Regions from separate parts of the Columba livia genome. Here region 1 is linked to region 2. A link is a contact called in public Hi-C data. All regions are on one chromosome and are shown on one strand. Each heading gives the region's core, a stretch centred on a gene start, on an enhancer-like site or on the middle of the called end of the contact. The rest is flanking DNA. Distances are from core to core; before and after follow the strand shown.

What was found. Hi-C and Micro-C count contacts between places; a contact is called where the count stands out from the background.
Region 1: a Hi-C map of crop shows a contact between it and region 2, with 2.4 times the contacts expected there. The contact joins the promoter of ACTN1 here to the enhancer-like site in region 2. A contact is called at or near these places in 2 of 2 Hi-C or Micro-C datasets (crop and liver).

The regions. Positions count from the first base shown.
Region 1 is chr5:37,057,292-37,063,499 of bColLiv1.pat.W.v2, reverse strand. ACTN1 (actinin alpha 1) reads left to right here and starts at 1,642. Exons shown (of 21, transcript XM_065064368.1): 1 at 1,642-1,927. The coding sequence starts at 1,826.
Region 2 is chr5:37,002,862-37,008,521 of bColLiv1.pat.W.v2, reverse strand. It overlaps ACTN1 (actinin alpha 1), which reads left to right. Exons shown (of 21, transcript XM_065064368.1): 4 at 2,006-2,092; 5 at 2,637-2,724; 6 at 3,647-3,725. Among named protein-coding and RNA genes, the nearest start is that of ACTN1, 56 kb to the left of the region's middle. Within about 2 kb of position 4,136, at least 1 of the 3 cell types and tissues checked has an H3K27ac peak away from gene starts, as active enhancers do.

The sequences.
Region 1 (6,208 bases), core at 393-2,892, 57 kb before region 2:
CTTTTCATCATGAAGCGCATCCAGGTTTTCCGAAGTGCCTGGTAGACCTGGATTCCTCAGATCTGGGTTTCCTGAGCCAGGATTCTCCAAGTGGCCCCATTTCCCAAATGTTCTTGAAAGGGAAACCTCTTGCATTGCTTTTGAAGGTCAGGGTTATAACTGCTGCTACATGTTTAAAGAATCTTTTTACCCTGAGCAACTCATGGTAGTATAAATACCACAGTCTCTGAACAGTGCAGAGCGGCTTTGATCATTATATTTGTGTTTATGATGTCTGAAAGCGTACACAAGGAGCATCACATGACACATGAAGACGGAATACCATACAGAACATGTCAGTTATCTTCTGTGCTGTCATTTATGTCAAGAAGAATATATCCAACTTCACCTCCAGTGTTTGCAAGAAGCGGAAAACAAATTCCTCTCTTCTGGAAGAGAAGCTCACTAGTGTAATTCGAGGTTAAATCCTGCACAGTGTTGACCATTTCTGCTCACTTCATCCTGGTGCTTCACTGTATCACTCCTGTCCATTCTCTGGATCCCCTTCCTTCACATTCATGGACCACAAACCCCGTTTTCCCTGAATCTGGATGAACTGGGACACAGGTTTGCTCTGCCCTGTATGGTATTGTGGAGCGGCATTTCTTTGGGCTCTCTCTCACCTTTGTGGGAGATACCATCCTGCTTCTCAGTGAGACTAGTAACACTATTGCCATTTTTTCCCCCCTCTGCTGGTTTAACTGTCAGAAACTCAGGTCAAACATTTGCGTACCATTGCACTCCTTAGTGGTTTGTATTTCTCTCCTGGGAAGCTGCTAGATGAACCAAATGCACTCTAACTTAGCGTTTTCTTGTTAAACAGGACATTCGCGGGCCGCAAGCAGCAGGTGTGTCAGGAGAGCTGGCGCAGCAGGGTGCGGGGGTCACGCCGGGTGGCTGTGGCACCACACGACTGCAGCTGTTGACCGCGGGTGTGAAGCCTTGGCCGCCAGTGCTGGCAATCCTGACCGTGACCAGCGCTCACCAGTCAGCAGCAAGACAAAACTGCTATATTTTGGCACCCTAGGTGTGGGCACACCTGTGCGAACCCACGGGGAAGCCGTATCTGGAGGGGGGTGGTGGCAGGACAGCAGAGCTGCGGCCGAGCACCCTCACTGCGGGGCCGGGAGGACGAGCCACCAGCCGTGTCACACGGAAACACCCTCCTGAGACAAACCGCTGCCCTGATCCGCACCGCCCAGCCCGCGAGGGCGGGTCTGTGAGGGGCCCGCTCCCGGTACACTCCGTCCTACCGCCAAGCCGCTGAGAGGAAAATGAGCTGAAAGCGGCACTGAGCTTCCCCGCACCGCACCGCACCGCACCGCACCGCACCGCACCGCACCGGCCCGCCGGGTTACGGCGCCGCCGGGTTACAGCCCCGCCGCACCCCGGCTCGCCCACCCTCAGCCGCCGCCGCGGGAGAGGTGCCGGGCGGTGCTGGGGGACCGGGGGCGGGGCTAATCGGCCGCATCCCACCTATCGCGGCGGCCAGGTATCGTGACGGACGCGCAGAGGGTGCAATGAGCGAGACGCTGTCTCTGGGAGCTGCAAGCTCGGCCGCGAGTCCCGGCCAATAAGAGGCGCGGGAGCGGCCCCCGGGCGGGGGTGGGGCGGTGTGTCCCGCCCCCGCGGTGCTGAGCGCGACCGAGGCGGAGACGTTGGAGCGGGCGGAGACGTTGAAGCGGGCGCCGCCGCCTGCTCGGGCTGAGCGGCCGCGGGGCCGGGGACAGCGGGCAGCCCTCCGGGACGGACGGGACAGGGTCGGGCACAGGCTACCGCAGCAGCCATGGATCACTACGACCAGCAGACCAACGACTACATGCAGCCGGAGGAGGACTGGGACCGGGACCTGCTCCTCGACCCGGCCTGGGAGAAGCAGCAGAGGAAGGTGAGCGCACCCCCTTGCTCTCCCCTCGCACACACACGCACGACGGGGCCGCCGAGGCTCGGCCCCGCCGCCCTCATCGTCCGCAGCGGGGCCGGTGCGCGCCTGGCTGGCGCGGCGTGGCGAGGCGAGGCGAACCGGCGGGGGCCGCGGGGGCGGGTGGAGCGCGCAGGTGATGGCGGGGCGGGGAGCGAGGTGCCGCGGCGGGTCTCCCCGCAGCAACAGATGTCCCCCCAGTCACCGGCACTCGGCCCGCAGGTGCGCCCGGGTGGAGCGGGGAGCCCGGGGGGCTGTGGCGGGCCCCCCCCGCAGCCCCCGCCGGCCGCCCCGCTGCCCGCGCCCCGGACCCGGCGGCGGGACGGTAACTGGCTTCTCGTTTGAATGGTGTGGTTTAGGGCAGGGCTTGAGCGGAGCTCATGTCCAAAAATGGTAACATTCAGCCTTTTTTTTTAAACCGAAAGGGTGGTGGTGGGGAGGGGAGCTCAGGAGGAGCTCCAGCCTCGCCGCTCTTCAGTTATATATTTATTTTTTTTCCTCCTCCTTTAAACTAAAAGCGTCCTGTATTAGATCACTCTGGAATCTTAATCCCCGAAACATTTCCGTTTTAGTCACTTCATCGGGCAACAATAAAGCAGAATTTGAACCACTCCTCATGCTAACATGGCAGGGGCACCTCGGCGTGCAGCAGGCTCCCGCCGCTTTTCCCAGCCAGTCGCTTGTGTTCTCTGGGCTCGCGTGTTGGATCGTGCCTTGCTCTGCCTGAGCTGAGAGCAGCCAGGAGAATCCACAAACCTTCCGTGCTAGAGGGGTGGATATTGCTGCTTTATGCATAGATGATATATTAATATACATAAAGTAGCTCGAGGTGCGGGGCTTCCTGTAGGGAGCTGGAAGCAACTGGGAAGGAGGGCGCACCAGTGAGAAGACTCTTCCTCTTTAGCCCCTTGGCTTTCAGATGAAGGGTTTTCAGGTTCTGCCTGAGATGGTGCCAAGTCTTTCCCCTGGAGTCTGATGAGTTAATTGAAGGTGATAGCTATGGAGCTGCTGTCAACAGTTCCCTCAGTTTCCTTGCTTGGAGGGACTTGGGTGGTGAGAGTAGACAGCATGGGAATTAAAGCACACAAACAACGGCATTTAATGGAGAAAGAGTTGATGGCAGGTGAACTTACTTTTCAACAAAGGAGAAAGAGTGGAATGTAATCTTGGTTTGGGGTGTGAGTGCTGGATGGCTTATCTGAAGACCAGGCTCTACTCCTTTGAGGAGAGAAGATTCTTCCTTTTTTGAAAAGGTATGCCTGGCTGTGATCAGTATCTCCAGTCGTACTCCAATATCTGGCTAATACATCTAGAAACAGTCAGTGGGGCCCAGAGTGAGATGGGCAGTATTGCTCACAGGCTGTGAGTGGAAATGATTGTCATACCGTGGGGTTTTTTTGCCTTTTGTGGTGTGGAGTGAGGGGAAATATTGTATATGTAGTGGGACACTGACTCGGTTGTCAGAAGCAGAAGTTGAATCTTTGGCTTAAAATGAAGTCCCAAAACCAAGGCTGTGGTATTGTGCCCTAAAGACCATGCTTTTTTAATATTACCTCCTTCCAAGGAGATTTTAAGTCCTCTTGGTCCTAATCACAAGAGGGGGACAGAGAGCTACTCTGTTAACTTGGGTTGTTTGTGCAGAGGAGGGGGGAAGCGAACCGGGAGTTTTAAGGAATTAACGCATCTGTTTCAAAATAATCTAAGCCAATTTCTTTTGATGGTCAGCTGCTACCAGTTGAATTTGATGTGCTGGGTTTCACTCTCCAGCTTGCTGAATGGGAGGGCATTCTCTGGTGTCCTTCTCTGGTGGTGGAGTCACTTTTTTGTCTACCTGCCAGTGCACAGCATGTCTAAAGTGGTGGCATGGCCGGTAACCCAGGGAGCAAATGCCTGTGTGAGAAATGGCCATGTCTTGCTGACTGTTTCCAACCCGGCCCCTCATGTCCTGGCTCAGCAAGGCCCTGTGGGCTGGGGATAGCTGTGTCACAGTGCTGTCCTGCGTGGCATTGCACAGCTGGGACAAATTGAGACTTGGGAAGCAAACAGTCTAGAGATGTTGCTCACAGATGAATTGAATCCAGCTTCCTGTCTCCCAGCTGCATGGGCTCAGCAGAGCTCATGGCAGGCCTCTGAAGTGGGAAGATCCGATTTTTAGTAATGACCTCAGCAGGTGAGCTGTAAGGAGAACAAGTTTGCTGAGTTTTCGGGAGATGGTTTGCACGTTTTCTACCTACACTGAGAGACAGATACAGCAGCTGTTACTGTCTGGTTTGGTGCTTGAGTACGATCTCATGAGCTGCTTTGAGATGGGTAAAGAGATGAGCTGCAGGGTGAATTTCATATTTAGAGGGTGAAGTTTGGCCTCTTGAACATGATACAGGGAAAGGACACTGGTCTCACACCTCTTCCCACCTGCCTCTGCCTAGGAAGTTACTGTTTTACAGTGTAGGGATAAAGTAGCAGCTTTTCACGCAAAGCCTGTTTTTCATGTCTATCAGAACAGATTCTAAGAGGTTTTAAAGAGCTTGTCACAGCATTGCTGCTTGTAAGTGACAACAAATACAATGTGCAGAACAAATTCAGTTGCTTCTCACTTGGTATAAGCCTCTGCTCAGCCTTTTGTGCAGGAGCAGGGGGTCTCTTCTGGGGATTAAAATACTTTCCCTTTTGCACTGTTGAACTCCTCTCAGTAGTTTCTTCTAATAGCATTTTCTTTCTTCTCTCTTCTTTCCTGTCTGGAGTCGGGCCTCAAGGCATAGCATATGCCTTAGCCAAGGCATAACAAGGTTGATCCTGCTGTTTCCCAGTGTTCCAAAGCAAAACTTGCTGGAAGATGTTGCAATGGTCTCACCTAACTGTGGAGATACCATGTAAAAAGTACATATTTGGATGTTTACTGGCCAAGAGATTGTCACTTGTGCCCACAAGGACATTTCTCCCTCTTGATGGCGAATGGCTAGCTGTAGTGTTCAAACTTTTCCTGAGTCGCCTGGGACTTTTTGGCCAAGGCACTGGATTTGGCCTTGAGGGACTGGGTGAGATACATGGTGCTCAGCATGCCTGGCTTGTGGTCAAAGGTGAGGCAAAGGGTAGTGGTGAGAAGGACAACCTCCTGCAATTGCCATGCAGGCAATTGTCCCAGTGGGGTCAGGAATGATATTGAGGTGAAGCTGGCACTGCTTTGGGTTGCTGGTAGGGGCCAGCCCACAGGCCCTGTGTGCAGCAGGCACTGCTGTTGGCCACTCTCATTTCATGCTCAAGGTGCATCTCATCCAGGGTTTATTTTAAAATCTGTCCTGAAGCAACTTGTCCAAACTGTAGAGCTGGGAAATTAAACTTTAAAGGCCAAGTTGCTTTCTGACCTAACAGCTGCCACCTTGACAATATGAGTAGGGAGCAGTGTTCAGTTGCAGCATATAGAAGACAGCCATATACAACTTAAATGCTGTAAGGAACAATAATAATGCTTTATTAAAAAAAAAAAAATCAATTAAATAAATGCGCCTTGTCTTTATCTAGCACTGCTTTGCTTCACCAGGTTAGTATTTCTGTGGCAATGTGGCAGTAAGTGATACCTCTGGCTGAGAGAACTGCACTGTTCGTATTTATGGTGCTGCTTAAGCAATGATAGCACAGGCTTCAGGAGCACCTTTTCTGCCCTAAAGAAGTACTTACTAAGTACGGTTATTGATGAAGTTAGAAATTCCCAGTTAGAAATTACAGTCTCCCAGAACACCTCTTTCTACCCTGTGCTATGCACTGCATGTAAAGATACACATAAATACAGGGGTGATCCCATAAACTAAAAATCTGTGGGTCTCGTGGCCCTACCTGTGTTTGCATCCAAAAGGTTTTACTGCTTTTGTTACGATGTGAAATTTGCTGTGCTAACCACATCTCTGTTTGAGGTGGGGTTGTTAATGATAGAAAGTATTCATTAAACAGAGCCCAGGTCCCTCTTGCAAACACCCCACCTCCAAGCCTGCTGGAAGCATGCTCAGATGAGGTGATCTGAGTGTGACTAAAAGTCACAATCACAGCTTCACTTTCCTTTGGATTGAGTGTCCTCCTATCCAGACAGGGTCTGTTTTGAGAAGGTTATCTTGATTTCCAAAAAGCTACAGTTGTGGTAGCTGCTGTGAACCTGCACAGAGGTGACACCACATGCAATCTGTAGTTTGTTGAAGTTTCTTTCTGTGCCATCATCAATTCAGCAGTGGGGTAAATAAATGTGTACTGGTGGTCAGT
Region 2 (5,660 bases), core at 2,887-5,386:
ATTGTGTTGCTTTATTGGAGGGGTGTAGAATGCAAAAAGTACGGAACTGAGTATACCTGTCATCACATGACATATTCTTACATCAGCCTAGTCGACAGCCTCCTGACCCCAAAATACCTGTAAAAAATTAATTTGTGAGAAAACTGTCAACAGGCAAACATAGTTTTTCCATGCCAGCAAGGATAACTGTAGACTTTTTATACTGCAGTGAGAAGCTGTTTGCTGTTTAATTCTGGGCAAACTGATGCCCCACCAAGATATCTGTGTGTACTTTCAAGTGCAGAAAGGAGCAGACATGGGTTTACTGTAGTAGAACAAGGTGGCATGGGTTGGTGTCTGTCTTCTAAACTGGTAAATCCATGATGCAGATGTATGTCAAAACACAGCTGGATATCATCCATCTGATTTACACTGGAAGTTGCACTTCATGTATTGTGAAGTCACAAGCTTTCGGGAATTTGGACCAGATGGACATATTTTCTGAAACAAAATGTTTATGGTGTGTGCTACTTGTCTCTTGGTTTTGAATACACTGAGGTTCACATTTTGAAAGTTTTCATATGATGAAAAGCATTTTTTAACAGCTTAAAAGGAAAATTTTGAATATTGTTACTTTTGTGACAGGATCCAGACAGGTGGCAGTTGCCTATACTGCAAATTTCTACTTGCCCCAGAGCACAATGTGTTCCTGCCAGGCAGCTTTATGGAAGCAGTGGCACAGAGGTGTCTGCAGTAATACGAAAATGGTTTCTGGCAGCCTTGTTAGGACTTGAATTATTCTACCTCCAAACAGTAGGTTAATTCTAACCCTTTTCTTACTGAAAATACTCTTGTATCTTGTCAGTTGTTTGTGAAAGATCCTTCTGCTGTGCAGGATCCTGCCAGAGAATGAGTAGGAGAAGGCAGCTCAGCTAGTTCCGCTATCCAAAAAGTAAAGGCTGTAAATTTTGTAATGTCTATATATAGTCCATGTGGAACTTTTGTAGATGCTAAGGATCAGCACTTGAGGCCCAGCTGCTCACTGTTTGGGCTGTTTGGTGCTAATCTATACATGGTGGAAAGCCCATTTCTGGGCCAGCATTCCCCCAGCACCTCCCCCCAGTACCTTGATTCCCCATCCTAAATAGATAATATCTCACACATGTAAGCAATTGCTTTCTGAAATCTACAAATTGTTGACCCTTGCTGATTTATATTGCAGAGTCCACAGCCTGCTTAGAATCTTAGTTTATATTGTGGTCTGCTCAGGCTGGTCAGCATGAGCCCTTACTTCATCTTCAAGGAGGATGTGTGTACTTTGAGGAATGCTCTGTTGTGTCTTTTGGAAATTATACTACCAAAAGAAGTCCTATACTGGCAGTCTGTTGTATTTAGGCTTGTTTGAAATTAAAATGTTGAGAGATAAATATATATATATATTTTTTTTTTTTATTTATTATTTTTTTTATTATTATTTATTTATTTTTTTGTGGTGTCTTCTTCACATGACAAAATGAGCTGCCAGAGCTCATCTGCACTGGGAAGTCTCACTGGTTCTTTTGGTATAATTACACTAGGGCAGTTATATAGGTGACCTGTAGCAGGCATATCAGAGTAAGAGAGGAAGGTTTTTGTTTTTTTCCCAATTTGGCTTATATGACTTCTAAGTGATCGGAATTAAACCTGAACAAGGTGTTTCTAGGCCCCTGTGGGGATTTACACTGATCTAAATTGGTCTTTATTTCTGGTGTTCTGGATCATCAGTTTTTGTTTTACACTCAGTATTATACAGTAAGTATATACAGTATATTATACAGTAAGTAAGTATAAAACTAGTCTGATTACTGGGTATAACTGGGCAAGACTGTGCTGTACCAGCAGAGCATGTGGGGAGGCGGGGATGTACAGTTTTCAGCTGGAATTCTAGTTCTCTCATCTGCAAAAGGAGATGCTCCTCAATGCTCCTGTTTTACTAGGATTTGCACTTGCAACTTATTCTCTTTCTGTCTTTTTTTTTTTTCCATAGAAATTGTGGATGGCAATGTTAAAATGACTCTTGGAATGATCTGGACCATTATCCTTCGTTTTGCCATTCAGGATATCTCAGTTGAAGGTAAATCTCAGTTCTTTTCAGCCACTGTTCAACAATGAACAACTGGGTAACTAAATAGCACTGCCTCTTAAAAGGCCCACATTGTGCTCTTGAGTCACTGGAAGATCCAAGGGAGCTTCCTAATCTGCCCTGTCATCTCACTGACATTTCTGTACAGGTGCAAGAGTGCTGAGAAGAGTTTTTCACATCCTCTTCTTGTAGCAGATTTTAAGAGCATCTCAAAAGGATGTTGGAATGTATTGCATTTCTTGCAGGCTGATTCAGGGACTAGCACTGAAAATGGATTTATCTCTTACAAGTCCTACAAAACTCTCTAATCCTGAAAAGCTATCTTCTTATTACTGAATCTCGTTAAAAAATAATAGTAGCAAAACTATACCAGTAGACTCTTCAAGACAAGGAATTTTCTGACAAGTGAAATTAAATAACGCACAATTCAGTGCAGTCTCTACCGAAGAGAAACTGATCATGTTTTTCTAGCATTTGCCCCAGAGACTCCTGCTTTCTAAGAAAATAAGTTGATTGGTGTGCTTTCTTTCTCTAGAGACATCTGCTAAAGAAGGACTTTTGTTATGGTGTCAGAGGAAGACAGCCCCCTACAAAAATGTAAACATCCAGAACTTCCATATCAGGTGAGTCACAAGCGAGCACTTAGCCTTACAATCTGTGTTATTTTCATATGTCTCTTGGTATATTCAACAATGCTCATGACAGACCTACCAAGACAACGCAGATGCATGTTGCGCAGTAACAGCATAGTCCAGACAGGCACCTAGAGGCAGAGGTTATTAGAGGATCTAAGTACCTATATCCCAGTTCCTCATTCTGGTTACAATTGCTGCTTTCGTAAAGTTCTTCAGAACATTAAGTTATATGTACCATGGGCTAAGCAAGACAGCTTTTCCTCTGTGAAAACTCAGAACACTTTAGAGGCCATGAATTAAGGGCTGCACCAGAAACTTTGTAGTATGGCAGAGCTGTATAGGAATGAGAGGTTTTCTAGCTCTGCTCTTAACAGTTCCAAATTGGCAGATGTTCCAGTGAAGATTCTGCATGATAGTGCTTTTTCCAGCACATCTTGGAGAGCTGTATGAACCACATGAATCTAACGCACTTCTTTAGAGCTTAAGTACCATCCACGCTAGCCAGTACTGTAGTGGAGCTAGCTATGAACATCGGCCTTTTCCCTAAGGAATACACTTGTTCCTCCTTTAGGGCTTTTATCTACACCTTTTTCAAGCCTGAGCTCTATACCTGTCCTTGCAGGACATGCACAGAGTTCAGCACAAAGAACTGGCAAAAAGGAGGTGGCAATGCAAAGGCAAGTCCTAATCACAGTGAATTTTTGTAGGATTTGAAAGGCATCTTTATTGCAGTATCATGCAGGTACAAGACATGCCTTCTTCCCAGCACTTAGAGAAGCACTGTTAGCTAGAAACTGAACCAGACTTAGTCATCCTGCTGCCTTGGTGCCTTCCCTCGTGCTCATGCCTGTCACAGTATCTCTCTCTGGCTGAGCATTGTTCATTGTGCTCTCTTCTGTCTCTCTTGTAGTTGGAAGGATGGCCTTGGTTTCTGCGCCTTAATTCATAGACACCGTCCAGAGCTCATCGACTACGGGAAACTACGAAAGGTACAACTCAACTTCTTTGTCAGACCAGATGCTTGGCTCCTTGGAAGTAAAGAGGGAGAAGAATTAGCTTGATAAACATAATTGAAGAACTTCAGCACAAGCTGGTAGTTGCAGGATTAGGGGGAAGGAAGGAGGGATGAATCAGTGCATTCAGACTTCTTAGTGAAGCATGAACTTAATGAGTTCCTGCTTTCAGACTGCTTTATATGAGACCCACGTGTCCCAATCCCAGCTGATGAGCAAAAGCTGGTAAATTAACTAACACCAAATGTGAGACTAGTTCTGTGCTAATGTCACAGTCTAGTGAGTCAAATCAGACTTAATATTTCTTTGGAGAGCTGGATGGAAACCAGTTACCTGGTGTTCAAATGAAAAGCTCATTGTGGGGGTGTATGTGCCCTCATTGGACACTTGACACATGCTTCCAGTTTAGCACTGAGCTATCTGCAGTACCAGGCTTCTCCAAGTGTATAGGTGTCAGGTGCCAGAAAAGCATTTGACGTAGCGCTCAATTTTACTTTAAAAATTGCCACTGGTAGCATGACATCTAGCTGCTCCAAAGTTTGCTTCCTGTGTGTCTTGGAGACAAGACTGATGATGAGAATAAGTATTCAGTTGTTTGTGCTGCCAGCAGCATCTTGACGTAACAGGGCGATGGAAGACAAAACTGGGTTCTCATCCTACTGGCTTTCCTGCAGTCTACTGAGATCCGGTCTCACTGTGTCTGGGCGCATGTGGAGTGAAATGTCACCAAGAGCATAATTCATGTGTCATTACTGGGGCTAATACACAAAACATTTGCCCATCTGATCTCATGGGCTGTGTGTTATGAAGTATATACGTGCTTGATGTTAGCTAGGGAAATAAACATAGGAGCCTGTCACTAATAGACCTGGGCTCTTGGATCACTGTGCAAACAGATGATATGTAAATGAGTTAATCATATTAGCTGCATCCTTGAGGCAATGAATTGTACAATGCCTGATCTGCTTTAAGTAACCTTTTAGATCTTTACTGTCTTGCAGAGCAGTCAGTTATATTATCTGATCAGTCTTCGTGTCTGGAGTCAGCACATGATGAATAAACAGTGAGAAGAGACTGTACCTGTTTACATAAAGAGCAGCAATAAAAAAGGAGTTATTAGAACTACATTTTCAGAGCCTGATCTTGAGAGAATAAAAGCAGCTAAGCAATGAGAGTCTGACAAACCCAGCTGGGTAAATGCTACAGCAGTCTCTGTTATCAACAAAGCCCTAAGCCAAACCCGAGTGAAACAAGAGTGAGAAAAAGAAAGTTATTTGGTCATATTGCCTGCAGGCTTTTTAAGGTGAAAGACAGAGCGATTGTAGTAGCCAAAATCAATGTAGATGGGAAGGGATTTGTCCTCCGTAGAGTAAGGTTAAAAGGAACCAGCATCTTTTGTTCTCCACTTGTCTTTGATCCCATCCTTCATCGGGTTCCCTCTGCCCTCCTGCAGTCTTCTGACTCTTTCTGTATAATTTTTATTGTTGCTCTGCTTCAATTACTCTAAAGGTATGAGATAAAATGCATGTTTGAGAACTCTACCACAGCTGAAATCTTGAGCAAATAGCTGGAAGAACTTAGCTCAGAACCTAGCCTTTAGCTCCGGCAGTTGATGTGTGCTGAAGGGAAGTTGCCTTTTGCCTAGATCTTTGACCTTCCTAAACACAGTGTTTGCTTGGAGTGTCTCTGTCACTCGTTTATTCCTTTATTTCTTCTTTCCTCCTCCCTTTGGCTCAATTCAACAAATTCTTGCCCTTCTCCTCGAAGCCTACTTCCCCTCTCCCCCTTCCCTCAAAACCAAGCAAACGAACGAACAAAACAACCTCAACGTTTTGAATCACCCCTGGCCCTGCAGAGGACTTACCTTGCAGAGAAAGACATGAGAAAGGCTGCTGAGAAGCAGTGGATAGT